Regions from separate parts of the Gossypium hirsutum genome. Here region 1 is linked to region 2. Evidence: chromatin contacts called from public Hi-C data. All regions are on one chromosome and are shown on one strand. The core of a region is the stretch at or near the end of the contact, and the rest is flanking DNA. Distances in the headings are between cores, read along the strand shown. Region 1 holds the start of LOC107941301 (ADP-ribosylation factor 2-B). Region 2 overlaps LOC107903827 (protein SUPPRESSOR OF QUENCHING 1, chloroplastic).

Evidence for each region. Hi-C and Micro-C count contacts between places; a contact is called where the count stands out from the background.
Region 1: a contact with region 2 is called in a Hi-C map of leaf, with 2.6 times the contacts expected there. The contact joins the promoter of LOC107941301 here to the enhancer-like site in region 2. A contact is called at or near these places in 2 of 34 Hi-C or Micro-C datasets (both in leaf).

Annotation. Positions count from the first base shown.
Region 1 is chrA13:80,431,114-80,436,458 of Gossypium_hirsutum_v2.1, forward strand. It overlaps LOC107941301 (ADP-ribosylation factor 2-B), which reads right to left and starts at 2,848. Exons shown (of 7, transcript XM_016874863.2): 1 at 2,550-2,848; 2 at 1,954-2,114; 3 at 1,803-1,873; 4 at 1,058-1,177; 5 at 802-920; 6 at 636-717; 7 at 310-556. The coding sequence starts at 2,101. The coding sequence ends at 551.
Region 2 is chrA13:79,998,109-80,002,751 of Gossypium_hirsutum_v2.1, forward strand. It overlaps LOC107903827 (protein SUPPRESSOR OF QUENCHING 1, chloroplastic), which reads left to right. Exons shown (of 28, transcript XM_016829998.2): 27 at 1-87; 28 at 721-1,088. The coding sequence ends at 882. Among protein-coding and RNA genes, the nearest start is that of LOC107903828, 11 kb to the right of the region's middle. Within about 2 kb of position 2,598, at least 5 of the 9 cell types and tissues checked have an H3K27ac peak or open chromatin away from gene starts, as enhancers often do. A contact at or near this core is called in leaf, where this site is marked.

The DNA of each region.
Region 1 (5,345 bases), core at 1,598-4,097, 430 kb after region 2:
GTCACTGGCTCTCCTCTTGTCCTCAATGGTTTGGTGTTTTGTGGCTTAACCCTGCAGCAAACAAACCAGTCACATTGTCCAAAACGAAAACTACTTTAATGTCTCTAAGGTATAAACATGTGAAATGGCCGAGTTCCTAAGAAGTGAAGGAGACTTTTTTAACAGTTAAAACCTCATGCAAAATAAAATGAAATGGCCTCACTCTTCCCACCTCAGCTCAACTTGCTTAAAAATTTTCTTGGACAAACAAGAATCAACATAGTATTGATAATGGAACAAGTAAAACTCATAAAATGTAACATGTTACTATGAAATGTCAACAATGAATTCGTCAATTAACTCTGAGCAATGAATTCCATCTACAAAGCATGCAGGCAGTCCAAATGCCCACATATCTAAACACAAGCTCATCCATTTCATTTAAAAGTTGTCGAGCAAAAACGAAAAAACAATACCCCAATAACGCATCATAAAATAGAAGTATACATATCCGAATTCCACAAAGATTGCTAGCCCAAATGTAAATGTCACCGACCTTCTACCAACCACCTCAAGCCTAGGAAAAATACAATGAACGGAAGCGAGAATTAGAACAGAACAATATCAATAAAGGACACGTATCAGTCTGAACCTACCTTGTTAGCTATGTTGTTGGAGAGCCAGTCCAGACCCTCATACAACCCTTCACCAGAGGTAGCGCACGTACTCTGAATATACCTGTGACTCACAAGAGAGATTTTAAAACAAAACAGACAACTGGCAGACCAATCTAGAAATAAACAAACAGGGAAAAGGTTATACCAGTGGCGCTGACGGAGGGAATGAAGACCAAGTTTATCAGTGATCTCAGCAGCATTCATAGCATTTGGTAAATCTTGCTTGTTTGCAAATACAAGCAGCACAGCATCCCTCAGCTCATCCTACACATATTATAAGCAACAAAATAATTGAAAATAGTAATTACACATGCATAACAGCTACATGTAGACCTCATTATTGAAAATTTCAAGTCAACAGAGAAACCAAACCAACAAAGTGCAAAGAAGCAATCTGGCACCTCATTTAGCATACGGTGAAGCTCATCCCTGGCCTCAACAACACGATCACGATCATTGCTATCCACAACAAAGATTAGCCCCTGAGTATTTTGGAAGTAGTGCCTCCACAAAGGTCGAATCTGAAAGTTCCCATAAAGCCATTAGAACAAGACATGCTATCAGACTCGAGATATTTCACTCCTAAATTTTAAGAAACAGGCAAATGCAAGTACCACAAAAGGCAAGCAACAATTTGCAGACAAAATCACCAGTACTTAACTATAAAGAAGAAATAATGTTGGTTGCACTATATATTGGAGCCTTCCTCATTCAGGGAGGAAAACAGAAGAACAAGGTAGCAGCAATAAATGTAGCTTATGAATATGTTATGTGCTGACGAATGACAATCTAATCAGCACAGGACCATCCATAAGCACAATGGATTGCAAGAAAATACAATAAAGGCAAGATGCCAAATAATGCAACAGGCACGACATGGATAGCCTCTCCTCATACCACCGAAGGATAAACTAGAAAGACGAGGTGGCATTAGTAGATGTAGATTATGATTATCTTATATGCTGATGCCATCAGCATAAGATCGTCCATAAGCATATCCATTAGTTGAAACATCAATGTATTGTACAGTTTACCCAGGGTAAAATATCATGTTCCAGCAATAAGACCCAGGGAAACAATATAATGGTAAAATGATGACTAATTATGGTTTGTTCTGCAACATTTTTCGAGTTTCTGTAATATTACCTTGTCCTGACCTCCAACATCCCAAACGGTGAAGCTAATGTTCTTATATTCCACAGTTTCCACATTAAACCCTGGGAAAGGTAGCAATAAGCATCAATATCTATAAACAAATAAAAAAATAATTGCAGAAAAATTAACAATAAGAGCATACCAATAGTGGGAATCGTGGTGACAATCTCTCCGAGCTTCAACTTGTATAATATGGTAGTCTTACCAGCAGCATCAAGACCCACCATCAGAATACGCATTTCCTTCTTGGCAAACAGGCGACTGAACAACTTAGCAAAAGAAAGCCCCATCCTTTTATTCTGGCTGAGAAAAAAAAACACACACACACAAAAAGGGTCCATCCCAGCTTATTCGCCCGATTAATAAAATGAAAAAAAAAAGGAACAAAACCAATTTGACATATAAATGGTAACATATAATATAAACCATCCGTTTTCAGAGATAAGAACAATTTATACACAGGATCGGAATTAGCTAGAACATCATATCATATCAAATGATAGAAATATAACCCTGATCAAACAAAACAAGCAGATATTGTAGAAAAAATAATAGATTCAATATGAATTCTAATACTAGTAATATGCTATATTACGTAGAAATCAAGATCCCAGGGGAAACATAAATCCAGATCTAGATCAAGGATCAAATAGTTAAAGATCCGTCAGCACAAATAAACGTAAAACACATTTGGATTACAGATACATAGAGAGAGGAAGGGAGAGATTTGTAGAGTACATGGTGAGAGATTGGAAGATCTGAGAGGGGTGCCCAGAGAATTGAAAGAGGAAAATGAAAGTGGAAAGTTGGAATCGAGGGTGACAGGGTGGGGTGGGATTTAATTTATTAGGAGGATTTCGGAGAATGGGGCCTTCAAGGCGTTAGGTTTTGTTTGGGCTTAGAATTAGAATAGATCCTAATCTAAGCTATGCTAAGGCTCTGGCCCGCCCTGAGACCCAATCCACTTGGTGTTGTTGCTTGTGCTGACTAAGTTATTGTATTACTCCATGGCCACTAGTACTTCAATGATGGAGAATGAATATGCAAGAGAAGGCACTACTTTTTTTAACTGCAATAATTTAATCATATTTTCCTTTAACATATCTTTAAAGGTTTTTGAAGCGCATGATTTATCATTATGGCAAGTACAAAGCATATTTTTGTGAAAACTCACTAGAGATTCACAATATCTTTTCTTATAGAATTGTAGGAAGTGAAGAAGTTTTAGAAATGTGGTTTCAAAATCCCACTCCGATGGTTTGATCACCGTTATAGAACTAAAAATCTAATGAATCATTTCAAACCGAGTTAAGAACCAGTTATGTTATAATTTTTTGTACATTCCTTCCACCAAAATCAATTTGGATCTTCTTCTTCAAGCCCTGATAATCAGAATTTCTAAGCCCTCTGTTGTATGAGAAAAGAGAGATATGAAGAAAATAACTTAAGATCAGTAGAGAAGAGGCACTGAATATTTAAGAAGAAAGAAGAAAATACTTTTGAGTTTAATTTACTAATTATAGTACTTAGTAGGCAAAACAAACAAGAGAAGAAGATGATGAAAAAAAAAACCAATAGCCAAAGAACATGAGAAGAAGAAGAAACAAATAAAAGAATAAAAAAAAATAACAACCTATGCTCAAATAGACAAGAACGAGAAGAGAAGATAGACAATAAAAAAGATGAAGAGACGACACTTATTATTAGATTAGAGTAAATAGGAAGTAGAAAACAATGAGAGAAGGGACACCTACTTTTTTTTAAAGTTTTTTTATTTTATGAATTGGTTGAATCGATGATCGAATCAGTTAAATTAAAAATTGATGGTCTAACCGATTCAATTTTAAAAATTTTATAGAAAATCATGATAATAAAACATAAGTTACTTTTGTAAAAATATTTAAGATATTAATTTTATATAAACCAAAATTTATTATTGCATAAATAATAAATATAAAATCTTTATAATAATATGATTTTCACAAATATATAAAATTACCTATGTGGAATTGGATTCGGTAATTGGGTTTGAAAAATATGTAAATTCCTTTTTGTTACGCATACACTAGGTGGTGGAGATTATAAGCTTTCTATTAGTTTTTAATTTATAACCCCAATAAGTAGAGGTAGGTTCAATTTTTATATAACCAACTTTTAATCGGTACATTCATCAAGTAATTAAATAAACTAATAGAATTTAATTTTCTATTAAAGTAAATAACTTAATTTTTTATTTTTTTTTTACAATCTCATTATAGGTTCTGATCATATATGCTCTTTTTGACATAATACCTAGAACTACTCATAGCCCCTCCCAACCCATAAATAGGAGGATAATGTGCTTCAGCGTACTTGAACCCACATCATCTTGCATTGGCAACAATCATTGTAACACCCTATACCTGGTCTGGTTGCCAAGCCCGAATATTAGGATGCCACACCACCATCTCATGTCATACTCACAGTAAATTGTCACATTATTAATAAATCATCCTCTTTATCAGTGATCTTATAAATTTTTAGTCAAACATATATCAACCATCATTAAAACATGTCAAACATACTTTAAATAAACTTATAGTAATAATTGAATATGCATTAGGATCACTTTGCAAAATTTCCAAGACAATCGCGTACATATTAATACTGTAACAAAGGTATCGATAATTCTCTCAAGTGGTATCGATACCGCTTGGAAATTCAGTACCAAAACTGCTTACTATTTCTTGCTTAGAAACCCAAACCTCGAAAATTATCGGTACCTCTGCCAAAGTATCAATATTTCTACCCTGAGTACTGGTACTCGTGATAGGGTATCGATACCAAATTATGATTCTAACTTCTTGCACATTTCAAATCACAGAGGTATCATTTTTACAACATGAATATCGATACCTCTACTTCAGACCAGAAAAATACAACATACTTAAGCATATGAATCATTCCAACATGCACCAATCCATCATGCTTGTAACGGCCCAAATTTCGATGATATCAGAATAGTGATTTGAGATCACTAAATCCGACATGTGAGTTTAGATATTATTAAGTAAAAGTTAAGTGTGGTTTTAGAAATGATTTCGAATTAGTGAAATTATGAATTAAAAGAAATTTGTAGATTAAATAAAATAAAAATGAGGTATCGAGACCTCGAAATCATAAAATGAGCCATAAATATTTTTATAAATATTTATGGAGTGTTATTAAGTTAGTATTAAAGTTTCGTTAAGAAATTTTAAGGTTTCGGTAGTCAATTGGGTAAAAAGGACTAAATTGAATTAAGTGCAAAATTGTGAAATATGATTAAATAGCTCTAGTAATAATTAAAGGAGGACTAAATAGGCAATTAAACACCTATTATTGGGCTGGACGGCATGAGTGTGCAGGAAAAATAAAAAATAAGTGTGAACAAGGGGCAAAATTGGAAATAGGGTAAAAATTAAATTGTAAAATATGATATATTAGGTAAAATCTAGAGTTTTCTTCATTTTTCTTCATCTTCTCCAGAAAAAACACCATTGAAGGGTTTTTTTT
Region 2 (4,643 bases), core at 1,348-3,847:
GATGGAAAGCTTAGTCCAGAGGGATCCACAAAACTTCATTTCAGAAGATCCACTTCTTCGGCTTTTACAGGGATGATTAATTGCAAGGTACTCCTCATGATGAAAGCATAGAATTTTTACAGTTTTAGGAGATGTAGACCCGTGTTTGTTTATCAGTACAACTCGTGTGCCTTTGAATGCTTAGACATAGGCACCACCAGAAGCATGTTCAATAACTGCTTGTGACTGCTAGCATATCATATAGTGGCAGCACATAGCCAGTGGGTTTGCAGGGCTTTTCAATTATTTTTTGCGTATCAATGCAGTAGGGTAGGGCATTCTTATAAGTTTATTGATCCTCACAATGAAAGCAATTGACATCAAAGCTTAGTGCAAAGCCTTTAAGCAAAAGGGGTTACTCATGGCCGAACTCAGCTATGTAGTTGGAAGCTTCTATTAGGTAGCCTATGAAAATCAAGCTCAATAACTCTAGGAAAAATGGAAATTTATATCTTCTTTCTCTTTCCCTACCCCTTCTTTCCCCGCACATTCTTTTGATGCCAAAGAGCATAGCCGGTCGAACCAAAAGAACAGGCAGGCAGGATAGTTATATATGAGTTGTTGATGTCTAAATGGTTATTAGCTATTCCATGTCTGCCAGGATTTTGTAGATTAAATTAAAGATTAAATCATGGAAAAACTATGAAAATCAAATATTTTCTTTGGTACTTGACCTTCCAGGTGTACTATTGCAAAGAAGATGAAGTGTGCTTGTACCAATCACTGTTATTTGAGGTACCCTTCCAAGAGGAAGATCCACAAGCTAAGCCTGCAGATATCAAACTTGTGTATGATGTGAAGCCCAAAGCTTCAACAAACAGCTTACAGTTAATTGCCCCCTAAGATGCTCCTATAAATGTGTATATGTAAATTCTTCCTTTGTTTTTCTTTATGTTGTATTCGTACCAATATACTTGTACTTGATACATGGATAATTAGCAATACGTGGCGTTGTACAAGAGAACAAACAAAATCATCACCCTGATGATATGTGCATACTATTAATTTATGTTATGCTCCCTTTTGAGGTGGCAGCAGAGTTGCCTTCATTATGATTTCATTTTTCTAATATTAAAAAATGTTGCTATTACCATGATTGTGTTTTTCAAATATATATATATATAAAGGATGGATTGATGAGCAAGGCAGGGATAAAGTTGTGCAGTGCAAACTTGTATTAAATTGGTCAAATCATGACGGTGTGATTTATGATTTTAGGATTGATTGAATGTCACCGTATAATCCTATTAAATTAAAAGCTGTAATCATACAAATGTAAATTACCATACCTACCTTTTGGTCTTGACTAATTTAAGCTGCATTTTTATTTATCTTATTATAAACAGCAAATTAATCAAACCCAAAATAACACAGATGTGCTTTAAATAAAACAAGAGGAGGGAGATAGAACAAATATAAAAATGGGTGTGTTATTTTAATAAATCCAAAACCCATGTTAGGGATAAGGATGAAGGAGCAATGGTACAAAACCTAACCTTGTCACTGTTGCCTCTTGTCTTATTATCATATCACGGGTTTTTAATTTATATCTCTAATTAAAATATTCTTGTTAATTGCTGGACGACACTGAAATGTGGCCTAATGGAAAACAAAAAGAAAATGGATAAGAAAGATTCAACTTCATCATAATTCTGGTCAATCAAATATGTCTCATTACTAGCAACACCCATAACCTTTATATTATTATTATTATTATTTTCTTACATTATGATTACATCCTGATGTAAGAATAATAAAGCCATTTTCATTAACATCATCTCTGAGATTAAGGATTTCACTCTTGTTTGATTTTAAATGGAAGTAAAAATATAAAAAAACTCTGTTTTTTCCTTTTGAATGAGGGGGTTGTCTCACAGGAGGAGGCAGGGCTTCTGGCAAGTGGTATAATGGTGATGGTCCTCTCCTGATTCTCTTGAAGATTTTTTCTCTGTTTTCCAACCAATAATATCTAATTTCTGCTGCACTCCTCACATCCAACCAAACCAACTATTAACTTATTCCTCCATTTTACCCCATCAAGTCATAAAATTTTCATTTTTATTTAAATCTTATGCATGCAATTATGAGTGATTTCATTGTAAATTATGAAGCACAAAACAGCTCTTAAAAGATTAAATGCAAAAACTATTCATTCTTTTGTTTATCTTTTTATTACTATATAAAAAAATTGAAATTATCCAAAAAGAATGGTTAAACACTAGTTTGATGACCCAATTAAATTGTACTTGTTAATATTTTATTTTATTGTAGAATATAAATAATATTATTACAGCAGCCAGCAACAACCCAAAAGTTTTGTCACTTTTTAACTTATTACATACTTTGCTGTGAAATAAAGTGGGCATATATTAGAAACCTGATATTTCTGGTTTGTTGGGTCATAAGGTAGCTATATAGGAAACAAGTTCAATAATTTACCTCACAAGAATATTGCAGTCTTTTTATTTGATCCCATAATTTAATATTTACTAAAATTAAAATAGAATTAGACAAAAGGCTTAAATGGAATAGGAAGGGATAAGGGATTAGACTGCGTTGTGAGCAGATGTGGACGGAAGCAAATAAAAAGTCCTCCAAAATAATATAATATTCAACCGGGATTTGGTTTGAATTATTAAATTTTGAATTTTGTTTTTCTCATCAATAAAATAATAAAGTGGCGTGAAAACAACCACATGCCATCTCTTTTTCTCCATCTATTTTTTCTTTTATAATTTTATTCTTGCATCACCCACTAATCATTGCTGAGAATAAAAACAAATTCCATTTAGCCCCACAAAAAAACCAAAAGCCAATAAGTGGAAGGAAACCTCAACACTTGCTTTGTTATCCAATAAATCATTTCACTTGCATGTTTTTCCTTTCCTTTTTCTTAATTATATTTGTCAAAATTATCCAAAATTAATATGTTTATTTATTTTGGATAAATTATATTAACAATCACTTACTCAACTATAAAAAGTTATAAAATGTCACCCAACTATGTTGGATTTTTAAATGTTTACATTTTAACACATTAGCCAATCGATAACTAAAAAAGATAATTAAATCATTGGGTAACAAAAAAAAAGATTAAAATATACTATAAGTGCTTGTACTTTTCGAAAATTATGAATATAGTCTCTATATTTCTTTTCATGAAATTTAGTTCATCTAATTTTTAGATTTCAAAATTCAGATCTAACTGTTTGTTAGAGTAACTGATAAAATCAATTAGCCGTTAGTTGTTAGTAGTCAGCAAAGTCAGTAGTCAGTTATTCAATGCAGTTAGGCTATGTTACTATATAACCTGCATGCAGATACTTCCAAGTGGGTTAAGTTTTTGTATTCTGTTGTAATCTTCTTGATTCAATGCAGTAGTTCTATTCTTTTAGTCATTGTTTAACATGGTATCAGATGTCCATTGATCTCTGGAGGTTAGTCTTCTAAGTTCTTCATATCTTCCAGTCCATTCGTTGTTCAGTCTGTCGCACCTGCGATGCCTTCCAGTGTTACTGATGGTGTTGTTGATAGTCGATTCTTCTCTTCCAAGAAGATTAGTGTTCTTCTTGATGACACTAACTATCTGTTGTGGCGTCAACAAATTCTTTTGGTGATTAAAACGTTTAAGCTTCAAAGTTTCTTGGATCCTCGAACTGTTCCTCCTCCCCAGTTCCTTCCAGATGCTAATGGTGTGCCTCAAGAAAATCTTGAGTTTACTCGGTTTGAGCAGCAAGATAGTGCTCTTACATCTTGGCTCTTATAATTAGTAAGTCCACCCGTTCTTCCTCATCTTATTGGTATAGACACTAGTGCTCAGATTTGGAATTCCATTGTTAATTTGTATGGTAGCAAAACCACGTCTAGACTGATGTTTTACAGGCGAGCTTTACACTCTCAGCACAAAGGAGATTTATCTATGAAAGATTTTTTAATGAAGATTAAAGGGTACTGTGCTAGTCTTGCTAGTTGTGGGGAGATCACCAGCGATCATTAGCATGTCACCGCCAATTCTCAATAGTTTGCCTTCGAATTATAAGTAAATTATTACAATCATCACTGCCAGTCGAATGCCCTACACAGTTCAAGGTGTTACTACTATGCTCTTGGATGCTGAAACACGGTAACTTTCTCCAGTTATTGAGATCTTTGTTTCTGCTAATGTGGTCTCACATCAGTCCGCAAGGCCGATTGACAACAACGAATCTACACCAGCTTATCACCCTTCTACTAGCACTCGAGGGCAAGGGCGTGGTCGATCATCTGGCTCACGATTTCAGTGTCAGCTTTGTGGGAAACAAGGTCACCTTGTTGATCGCTGCTATTATAGGTTCGATGCATCGTACAAGAGTACAGGATATAGGCCACTTCAGCCTCCACAGGCCAATGTTTATATGTTCGTGTTGGCTCTCCCATGATACCTTGGATGCCACCTACATCAACTACTGTTCCTAATGCTCCACCAAACTGGTTTTTTCCATCTGTAATGCCACCATATTTTTGGTCTAATCCTTTTGCCACTGATAGTTTCTCATCAACCAGTACATTTGTTCCAGCAGCCCCATATCCCCGGGCTTACATTTCCATACCCGAGACTGTTGGAG